2 separate regions of the Gossypium raimondii genome follow, and region 1 is linked to region 2. A link is a contact called in public Hi-C data. All regions are on one chromosome and are shown on one strand. The core of a region is the stretch at or near the end of the contact, and the rest is flanking DNA. Distances in the headings are between cores, read along the strand shown.

Region 1 (4,956 bases), core at 264-2,763, 320 kb after region 2:
TTTATATCAAATTTCTTTTATAAGGGTTATTAGATGTATTAGATAAATTCTTACAAAGTACATTTGATTCTAATTTTATTATTACAAAAGTTTTGATTGTAGTTCACTCAAAACAAGATATTTAGATAAATTTTGATTAACAATTGTTGTTAGTCTCTATACTTGGATAAAATTTAAAATTTAGTTTCTATACTTAAGAGGTTAAAATTAAGTCTTTTATTTTTATTTTTAAAATTTCAGTTCAATCATTAACATTCTTAGTACTTTTTGTCAAAATTTGTCAAGTTGGCATATTGATTAGACCGTCTTCAGTATAACGTTGAATATGATTGACAAAAATTAAACATGTAAAGTTGACAAATTTTGACAGAAATTATAAATAATGATAATGGTTGGACTATAATTTTAGCTTTTAAAGTATAGGGACTAAATTTTAAATTCTAGATAAGTATAGATACTAATAGCATATTTTAACCTTAAAATTTTACCAAAAATAAAAAACTTTACAAAAGCGGCCGTAATTTGTAATTGCCTTACGGAAGGTGTATTCCATTGCAGTAAATTTCATGGGAATAGAAGTTAGAACAACTTTTTGTCTTCAAACTTGGTATCGAATAGAAGCTGACAAAACGAAAACCACATTAAAAATAGGCAGAAGAAACCCAAAACCAAACAATATAATTAAAAGCTAAAAAGAAAAAGTATAATAACTTTTTTAATCCTCTAATTTTATAAAAAAATTATTTTAGTCCTTTATTTAATTTTTTTATCATTTTTAATCCTTTAAATTTGCTCTGTTTGTTAAATCACTCAAAATAGATGAAAATAATAATGTTTGTTAATTTTGTTGACTGTATACACATGAATTACCACTTGATGCCACGTTAATAATTTATGAATTCTTTAAATTTTAAAAATAAAAATAAAAATTACAAAAGAATAATTTTAAAATTTTAAAATTAATTAATTGTTGATGTGTCAAAAGTTAATAACTTTTTCATCTATTTTAGAATGATCGGATAATCAAGGTAAGTTTAAAAGATTAAAAAATAAAAATATTAAATGAAAACTAAAATAATTTTTTTACAAAATTAAAGTAACAAATAATTAATCACCACAAAGAAAAGAAAAAAAGCATCAGCAAGTCATTGAAATGAAGTTCATGGTTAAATATGATTCCATTAACCTCAAATTTCCAACTCATCATGCCACCACCTTCCAAGTTGTAAGCAGAGTTTGGGGACGACAAGAATATAGAGAGAGAGAGAAAGAAAGAAACAAAAGAAATAAAAAGAAAGTATTTTTGCCACCAAAAACTGGAAAACTTTTTTTCCTTTTTCATTTGGGACATCGAAAATCCTTGTTGGCCTTTGCCTCTATAAATCAAGTGGGTCAGAGTTTGTTGTTGTTTTCCGAGGGGTCCTACAATCCCACTTGTTAGTCCTTTGCTCCTTCTCTCTCTCTCTCTCTCTCTCTCTACCCTCTGTTTAGTGTTTACCTTCACTTGTTGTTTTTAAATATATATATTTTCCAAACTACTCCCCTTTTCTATGCTTTCTTCTCTACTATCTATATCCGAAAAAGGAAGATCCATTCTTTTTCTTAATCTGGGTATTGGAATTTTTTGTTGTTTTTTATTTAGTTGTTGAAGTTGAAAGAAACTGTTTGCTTCTTTGTATGCTGTTAAACTCTTTTTCCCTTTTTTTTTGGTGGATTTCTTTGTATGAGGAAAGTGGGGGTGTTTTCTTTGAACTGAAGTATCTGGGCCTTTCTGATATTTGACTAACTTTGCTTGGTTGTTTTGTGATTATGGTGGTTTTGGATTTTGGATTTGATGGGTTGATTTTTTGGGAAATCTCGAGAGGTAGAAGGTAATTGGGTTTTTAAGAAAAAGGGGTTCTTAAATTTGTTTTTGGACTAGTTTAAACTTTAGATTTCATGCTTGGTCCAAGACAATGGAGATGTTTATGGCCAGATTTTTATTTCTTTAGCATTGGCTGCTATATCTTAGTGAAATAATATGAAGAACTTCCTCAAGAAACTGCATATGATGTCTAATCAATCGGAAGATGTACAAGGGTCAACTTCATCGAAGAGTAACAAGTCCAGTGATGTATCATCATCTAGTGATAGGCCTTTACAGTCAAGGCCTCATCATAGTCCTGACAACAATAAACCATTATCTGTTCTTTCCAATTGGTTAAATTCAGTTGCTAATAGAAAAAGTCCCAGTCCACCATCTTCTTCAAATGTGAAGAGGGAGGAAACTATGGAACCTGCTGATTTAGCTACTACTAGTGCTTTAGAGGCTGCTTTGGATGCAGTAAGGCGTGATTCAGGGTCTAGTAACTCAAGGGATCCTGATGTAGAAGAGGAATATCAGATACAATTGGCTTTGGAGTTGAGTGCCAGAGAGGATCCTGAGGCAACTCAGATTGAAGCTGTTAAGCAAATTAGTTTAGGCTCTTGTGCTCCAGAGAATACCCCAGCTGAAGTTATTGCATATAGATATTGGGTATGTTTCCCTCTTCATTCCCCACTTTAATCTAATTATCTCGGTTGAGTTTAAGCAATTTATCCAAGTATATACTATAGGTTTAGCTTTAGCCAACTGTTTTGCATTGCATGAAATGTATATTATCTTTTCTCCTTAATTTATTTATATTTCTTTTCTGTTTCATCTTGAACTGCATGTAAACTTTATTTCGTAAATTGGAAAAGTTTGGCATATGAATTTCTGGCATGAAGGTAATTTATGCTTTAAGGGGAGAAATACTTTCAAAACCAAATCCAATAATGTTCTGAGGAGGGGTCTGCCTTGCGCTTGTGGTGATTGTGAGTCGTGATCCTTTTCATTTTTTCATTCCACTAAGAAATATGATTATAAATAGCATCATCAAAGCTTAAGCAAAGTTTCCAAATTCCCTATTAGTGCTGCTTTACATTTATCATCTTCCCAATAGAAAGGCAGTATTGTTGCTCAAGTCACTGATGACAACCTTTTGCTAGAGTTGGTAAAATGTTGGTAGAAGGCTTACATTGAAACTAGGTATATGCTGGCAAAAGTCTAGGGACATCTAGTTTCATAATCTTCGATTTTGATGGCTTTTTTTGAGGAATTAGTATGAGGGTTTTTCATTTTGGCTAGTTGTTTATTTCTTGTCTGTTGTTTAATCTTATTGGACTTGAATTTATCCCCTTTAGATCTAGCCTCGAGGTTTATTTAAATCATTGTCTGACATTCTGTTCTTTTAAGTGTAAAGTCCATAGTCCATTTATTTCTTATCTTCAGCTAACATAGTCATAAACTGAAGTTGGTCTTTTAGATAAAGCTCTTTTGTAAATTTTTCATTGCTGCTTCTTAGTTGAATGGACATACTAAATTATATTTGTAAGCTCATGGATCCTTTCAATCCATTGAGAAAAGCATATGTTTTGAGACTTTCACTGTAATAGTCTGGTTTATGGTTTACACTGAACTCATGAACTTTGCTTATTTTGTTATTCTTCCAAGAAATTAAATGTGCAAGTCGAGCAATTAGAGGGTTGAATCAAATCTCGGTCTTTCTGTTTTCGAGTTGCTTTAGATTTAGGTAATCTTGGGTTTGGAATTTTGAATTTGATATTTTTGGGGGTTTGGTTCAAGCTGTTGATTTTTTTTAATTTTATTTTTTAGGATTCAAATTCAATTAGATTTGGATTAATCTTTTAAATCAAGGAAGATTTTATCAACTGTTGTTAGATTATTCCAGGTCATATTTTAGTGAACTTGTGGTGTACTCCAAAATTTGATTTTTGATGTCATATAAATAAGATATTCATGGCGCTAAATATTTTAAGTGATTCTCGGTAATTATGGTTTTAACTTATATACAAAGGTCATCTATAACTCCAAAAGTCAGAAGTGGTTTAATTGCTTTTCTGAATCGTTAGAATTTTATTGAGTGTTAAAAAAAAAACTAGTTGAACATTGGATTATTAGATTCTCCATGTTTAAGAAAAAAGAAGTTATGGCTAAATTTGCTAATGTATCATTTTGGATTTTCTGAATATCTACTTTTGATTGCTAGATTCCTTCCCACTTCCAAGTTAGCTTTCTGGGGTTTATTTGCTATATGTTTATTCCTTGCTAACCCAGCTCATATCGTAGATTTGTCCGTGCTTCACAGAATTATAATTCCCTTGATTATGATGACAAGATCCTGGATGGCTTTTATGACCTGTATGGAATTCTAACTGAATCCACTTCAGAAAGAATGCCTTCACTTCTTGTTCTGCAAGGGAAGTTGGTGTCGGACAATGTCTCTCAGGAAGCAGTTTTGGTCAATAGGGCTTTTGATGCAAATTTGTTGAAACTTGAACGAAAAGCACTAGCGATGACTGCAAAGTTAAGATCAGAACCTTTGGCTTTTGTAAGCAGCAATCTGGTGCAAAAACTTGCAGTTCTAGTTTCTGATTATATGGGTGGACCTGTTGCGGATCCAGACAATATGTCACGAGCCTGGAGAAGTCTTAGTTACAGTTTAAAAGCTACCCTGGGCAGCATGGTTTTGCCTCTTGGCTCTTTAACAATTGGGTTGGCTCGTCATCGTGCATTGTTATTCAAGGTATTTGCCCCATTTGTTTATTTTTCTTTTCTTTCTATTCAGGTGTTAGCCTGCCAAGTGCCAACTGGATTTCTCAAGATTTACAAGAACAATTAAAAAAATAATTCCATACAACCAATGCCATGTCGTTGGAATTGACAATTAGTTCAGTGATGTTGATAGTTTATTAGATATTTCCAGTACAAATAACTATGATTGTGAGGAGAAGTGGAAGCAGTTAATGATTTCAAAATGGCCCTCTAAGCATATCATTCTCCAGCATGCGCTTTAGATATTTTTGGTTAGTTTGATGCTCTTCATTGTTGCTTTTTTCCCACCCACAAAACTTGTCCCATTCATGTTGCTTATT
Region 2 (4,909 bases), core at 2,131-4,630:
GAACCAAAAAAAAAAAAAAAAAAAGAGAAAGAAAAGAAACACTAACCATATGAGATTCAAATCAACAGTACACTATGAAATTTAATTAAGTTAAACTAAATCATACCATTCTCAGACAAAATTACAGTTGGATTCCCATACTTTTCCTTTATATACATCAAACATTTGTATAATCCCCAAGGTACATTGTAGAGCCAAGGAGAATATGCCTGCAAGCAATAAGATAATCATATCAAATGAATTCAACACCTATTCTGCGGGAGCCAATATCCCCAATGTGATTTCTCCTAGACTTACTCTTGGACCAATTGCCACTCCTCTTTTTGCATCTGCACAGATGACAACAGTTCAAGCCTTAGAGCATATGCATTAGGATAAAACTAATTGCATTTCCAAACAACAAGCCGAGTGTCTTACAAGCAAATCCAGCATTCCAATCTTGCTGATAGCCTGGAACTTTTGGTTTAGACTGATGTGGGTCATATATATAGTAAGTAGTATACTGGTTAATGCCCACAAAGTCAAATGATCCTTTCACCATCTTCACCTCTTCTTTTGTGAACTTGGGTAGCCTGTTGCCCGCGATCACTTGCATTGTTCTTGGATACTCTCCATATACAAGGGGATGGATAAACCTGAACAAGTGCAAAAGGCAGTATATTACAAATTCATTGAAATATATAGCAATGATCTGAAATCTGTAATTTTCTTTTGTGCTTTTTATTGCTCTTTAATGCAATGATATATGAGATTACAAGTTTTGGTTCTTCCATGTCAAGAATGAAGGGACATGGTCACACTTATTGCTCTTTGAGCTAAATATGTATATCTTGCTATTTAGACCCTTACCATCCAACATGAAAGTCTATTGCTCTTTGAGCCGCATATCTGTCAGCTTTTGATCTAGTAAGAGGTTCGTACCAAACAAAATCCAAGAGAATTCCAATCCTTCCCTTTTGTTTTTGCTGAAAATGCATGCATTTGTCAGTCAAGATTAAGCATTCGATGTGCTCTAACGGTTCAAAGCAGAGATACCAAATCATTCATCCTATCTTATTAGCAAAACAATGGCTCTTACTTGGTACTTTTCGCGGTATATCTGTGCCGCAGCTGCATGGGCTAAAATCAAATGATGTGTTACGATGTAAGGCTCGGTTCCGGAATTGCCCGCCGTACAATATCCATATGGTTTGGAGCATCTTCCAGGAGCAAAGAAGCCATTATCATAGCCGAGTGCAGCAACTACTCTGGGTTCATTGAATGTCGTCCACTGCTTCACCCTGTCTCCATAGGTCTTGAAACAAAAGTCCGCAAAATCAGCAAAATCTTTCCTGAAAATCATAGAGTATTTATCAAAATTTTAGTCATATTATTAGGTTAATATGTAATAGCTTAAAACTACAAATCCAGAAATCCTAGTTCCACTACTGAGCAAAATGAAAAACTCCATAAAATATACAGGAATAAAGAAAAATGAATGATTTTAAATATTAAATTCAGAAATATTAATAAATTTAAAAAATCTTTAAAATGAGAATATAATTAAATGTATGACATGATGGTTCATACACTGATTGGTAACTCAACCACCCCATGTATTTCTTCTCAAGTGCTTCGGGAAAATCATAGTGATTAAGATTGACATAAGGAATGATGCCTGCAAAGTAAGTCCAAATATATTAGATATTTATAATGATTATTAGGTATCTCTTTATATTGTTTCAATACTAAACCAAAATTACCTCTTTTTAGCAAGTAGTTGATTAGGTTGTTGTAGTATTCAACTCCCTTCCAGTTTACCTTCCCAGTCCCATCTAAGTACAACAAAATGATGAAAAATTAAATTTATTCCCTGTCATGAAAACTTATGTTATTATATGGTAAAAGTACCATAAAGGTCCCTATACTAGTAGTCAAATTGCATTTTACCTTTTTTACTTAAAAAATAGACAAATTAGTCCGTGTACGTTATATCAAAGAGTAAATTTATCTTTTTCGTAAAAAATTTCATCCTTTTATACTATTAAAAACTTGAATGACTAACAGAACAACAAGGCAGTGATGCTCGGTGTATCTCATGTTGATGTACATGGACCGACTTTTAATAGTAGAAATGGATGAAATTTTTAACAAAAAGACCAATTTACTCTCTGATCTAATATACAAAGACTAATTTGCTCATTTTTTGAGTAAAAAGATTAAAATACAATTCAATTCTTAGTACAAGGACCTCTATGATACTTTTACCATTATTATATACAGGCGGATGAATTAAAACACCTGGGAAAATTCTGGTCCACGAGATGGAGAATCTATATGCATCAAAATTCAGTTTTGACATAAGATCCACATCTTCCTGTTAACAAATATTCACATTTCACATTACAACTCAACAAATGTTTTGCTGGTAGAACCATTTAAAGATGGAATTAAAAATTAGTAACCAAAAGCATTTAGCTTTCAATGTTTGTGCATATAATACAAAGTTTTCAAGTAAATTATTTCCTCCGGGTGAAGGTGTAGGTGGGTAAAAATGTTTAACAGAGTACCTTGTAGCGATGGTATTGGTCCACGGTCACATCAGCCGTGCCATTATTAGCAACAATCCCTGGTTTTTACGAGTACAAACTCATCAATAATTATCAAATTTCTTTTCATTAGGATATTCTTTTTTCCAAGTTAATTTCTGAGCTTCCTAAACATTTTTCAAGTTAAGATCTATATTTGAAAATTATTCAAGAGACTAAGTTAATTTCTGATATATCTTTAGAAAATATATGACAAAAAGTCTAAACCTCTTAATAATTAACTTAAATAAATTTAAACAAAACCATACTTAATTTACATTAGAAATTCAGTTGATTTGAGTATGTAAATAGATACATAGTAAAAAGCTCAAGCAAAATACCGGGAGTTTTGATGAAGACGTCCCAAATGCTGGGGCCACGACCATCACCATGAGTCATGCCTTCAACTTGAAAAGCCGATGCTGCTGTTCCGAACAGAAACCCCTTCGGAAAAGCCTCTCTGCTCAGCCCTCCCGTATCAAACTTCACCGTCTCCGGCTGCTCAGTGGCCGCTGCGCCGTGGATGCAAATGATGAGGGCCACCCACCAATGCATTTGGACTCTCATTTTCTACAAGCTGTTGCAGTAGAAGAAAATAGTGAGAGAGAAAGAAAAGACAGTGACTGAAGTCTACTGACTGAAGAGTGTAAGGAGGAGCCACAATTATTTATACATAAAAACTAGGTATAAATTAAACGGATTTGCTACTGCAACTTATCTTCAATGCATGCACTTTTCCTTTTTAAAATCTAATTTCTACTAAAGGGGGGAGTTCAAGGATAAGTTAGCGTTTACGGGATGGGAACAGATATTTTTATCAAAATTAAAAATTTCCTAAATAAAATACCCCACAAGATGTTCCAAAATAGAACAAATTTTAAAAGAGGGAGGGAAAATCGATTTTCCCAAAATTGATTTCAATGTTTTTCAATAAATTTACTAATCTCAAAAGAATTTTTCTAGGAAAAAACAAAAATAAAATGTGATTGGTGTTTGACACAGTCAACAAGTCAAGTCAAGTATCTATTATACAAGTCAATAAAATAATGTAAGAAGTAAAATTTATGTAAATAAATCGATTTGGCGCAGCGCAATTTTTAGGTGTTTATACTCTTTAAAATTTTAAATTTTCCCTTTACTTTATATAAAATTTTAAAGTATAATTTTTTTTCATATTTTAAATAAAAATTGAAAATTATATTTTTAAATAAAATTATGAAAAAAATCATTTCCTATGGTTTGCGAATCAACTAATTTTTTACCTCTCACCGTACTAATACACCAACTAGTTTCAAGTTTGATTGGTGGGTCTAGTCCGGTTTAGATAACATTGAATTTTAGATTTTTTTTAATTTTTAAAATCATTTTATATTTTATATTGCAAAATTTTAAAGAGTTTTTATTTTTGTAACTTCTTATTTTTAAAATAATATTTTTTATTATTTGTGATTGACACTTGTTACTATTTTTTTGTTTTTTTTCCTAAAAAATTTATTCCTTCAAAATTTGTTTTATTGTGGAACATATTGTGGAGGGTTTTATATTGGAAATTTTAAAATATTTTTATTCTTTTTGGTGAAAAATCTCACATTTGTCTCACCTAAATTGAGGTATAATAGACGTGGCATACTCTTGAGGTAGAATCTAATGAATTTGTAAGACTACCACTAAGCAACTAAATGAAATAAACTAAATATCTTTTTAAGAAATACAAAATCATAACATCTTGAACATTCAAAGTCTAAAATTGTCAGTATTTGAATATCTTGCATTCACGAGAACTTGTAAAATATTAAAAGAAAGAATGAGCACAATTACTAAGTAATCGATATTCCCTTCAATTGGGTTAAACAATCATAAAAAACAGTTAGGCCAAAATGTTAGATTAAAGTCGAGTATAACAAAATTTTCCTAATCCATTGTAATTCAAAATCAAATTTCATATTGTAAACATGTATAAACCATAATTCATCTCCTTTAACAAGTTATGGCCAACGTCACCCGGATGTCCAAAATAAGAAATCATAATTATCCTAGTTACATGGGTCAAAAACCACAATTATCTCGATTAAAATCAATTTATAAGAAAAGAAAACATGTTGGCATACCCAATGATTAACCCTCATTGGTGGGATTGAAATAGAATGTATTAGAAGCAAATTCGGTAATATAAAAAAAAGTAAATTCCCCATCATGTATCTTAAATGCACAAAAACATATTCAATGTTTTATCTAATAACATGTTTCTTAAAATATATTCTATATACCAAAACACAATTCAATAGCATACTTCTCAAAAATATATCATGTAAATAAATGAAAGCATAAATGATGGAATTTAT

The links. A called contact is a pair of places that touch in the nucleus more often than the background predicts.
Region 1: a Hi-C map of leaf shows a contact between it and region 2, with 2.9 times the contacts expected there. The contact joins the promoter of LOC105798633 here to the promoter of LOC105798640 in region 2. A contact is called at or near these places in 2 of 2 Hi-C or Micro-C datasets (both in leaf).

Annotation. Positions count from the first base shown.
Region 1 is chr9:23,994,787-23,999,742 of ASM2569854v1, forward strand. LOC105798633 (probable serine/threonine-protein kinase SIS8) reads left to right here and starts at 1,514. Exons shown (of 13, transcript XM_012628761.2): 1 at 1,514-2,515; 2 at 4,170-4,607. The coding sequence starts at 2,021.
Region 2 is chr9:23,676,511-23,681,419 of ASM2569854v1, forward strand. It overlaps LOC105798640 (beta-glucosidase 44), which reads right to left and starts at 3,381. Exons shown (of 12, transcript XM_052620860.1): 1 at 3,241-3,381; 2 at 2,909-3,144; 3 at 2,550-2,608; 4 at 2,281-2,356; 5 at 1,743-1,814; 6 at 1,570-1,657; 7 at 1,079-1,331; 8 at 850-965; 9 at 418-635; 10 at 298-329; 11 at 107-209. The coding sequence starts at 3,134.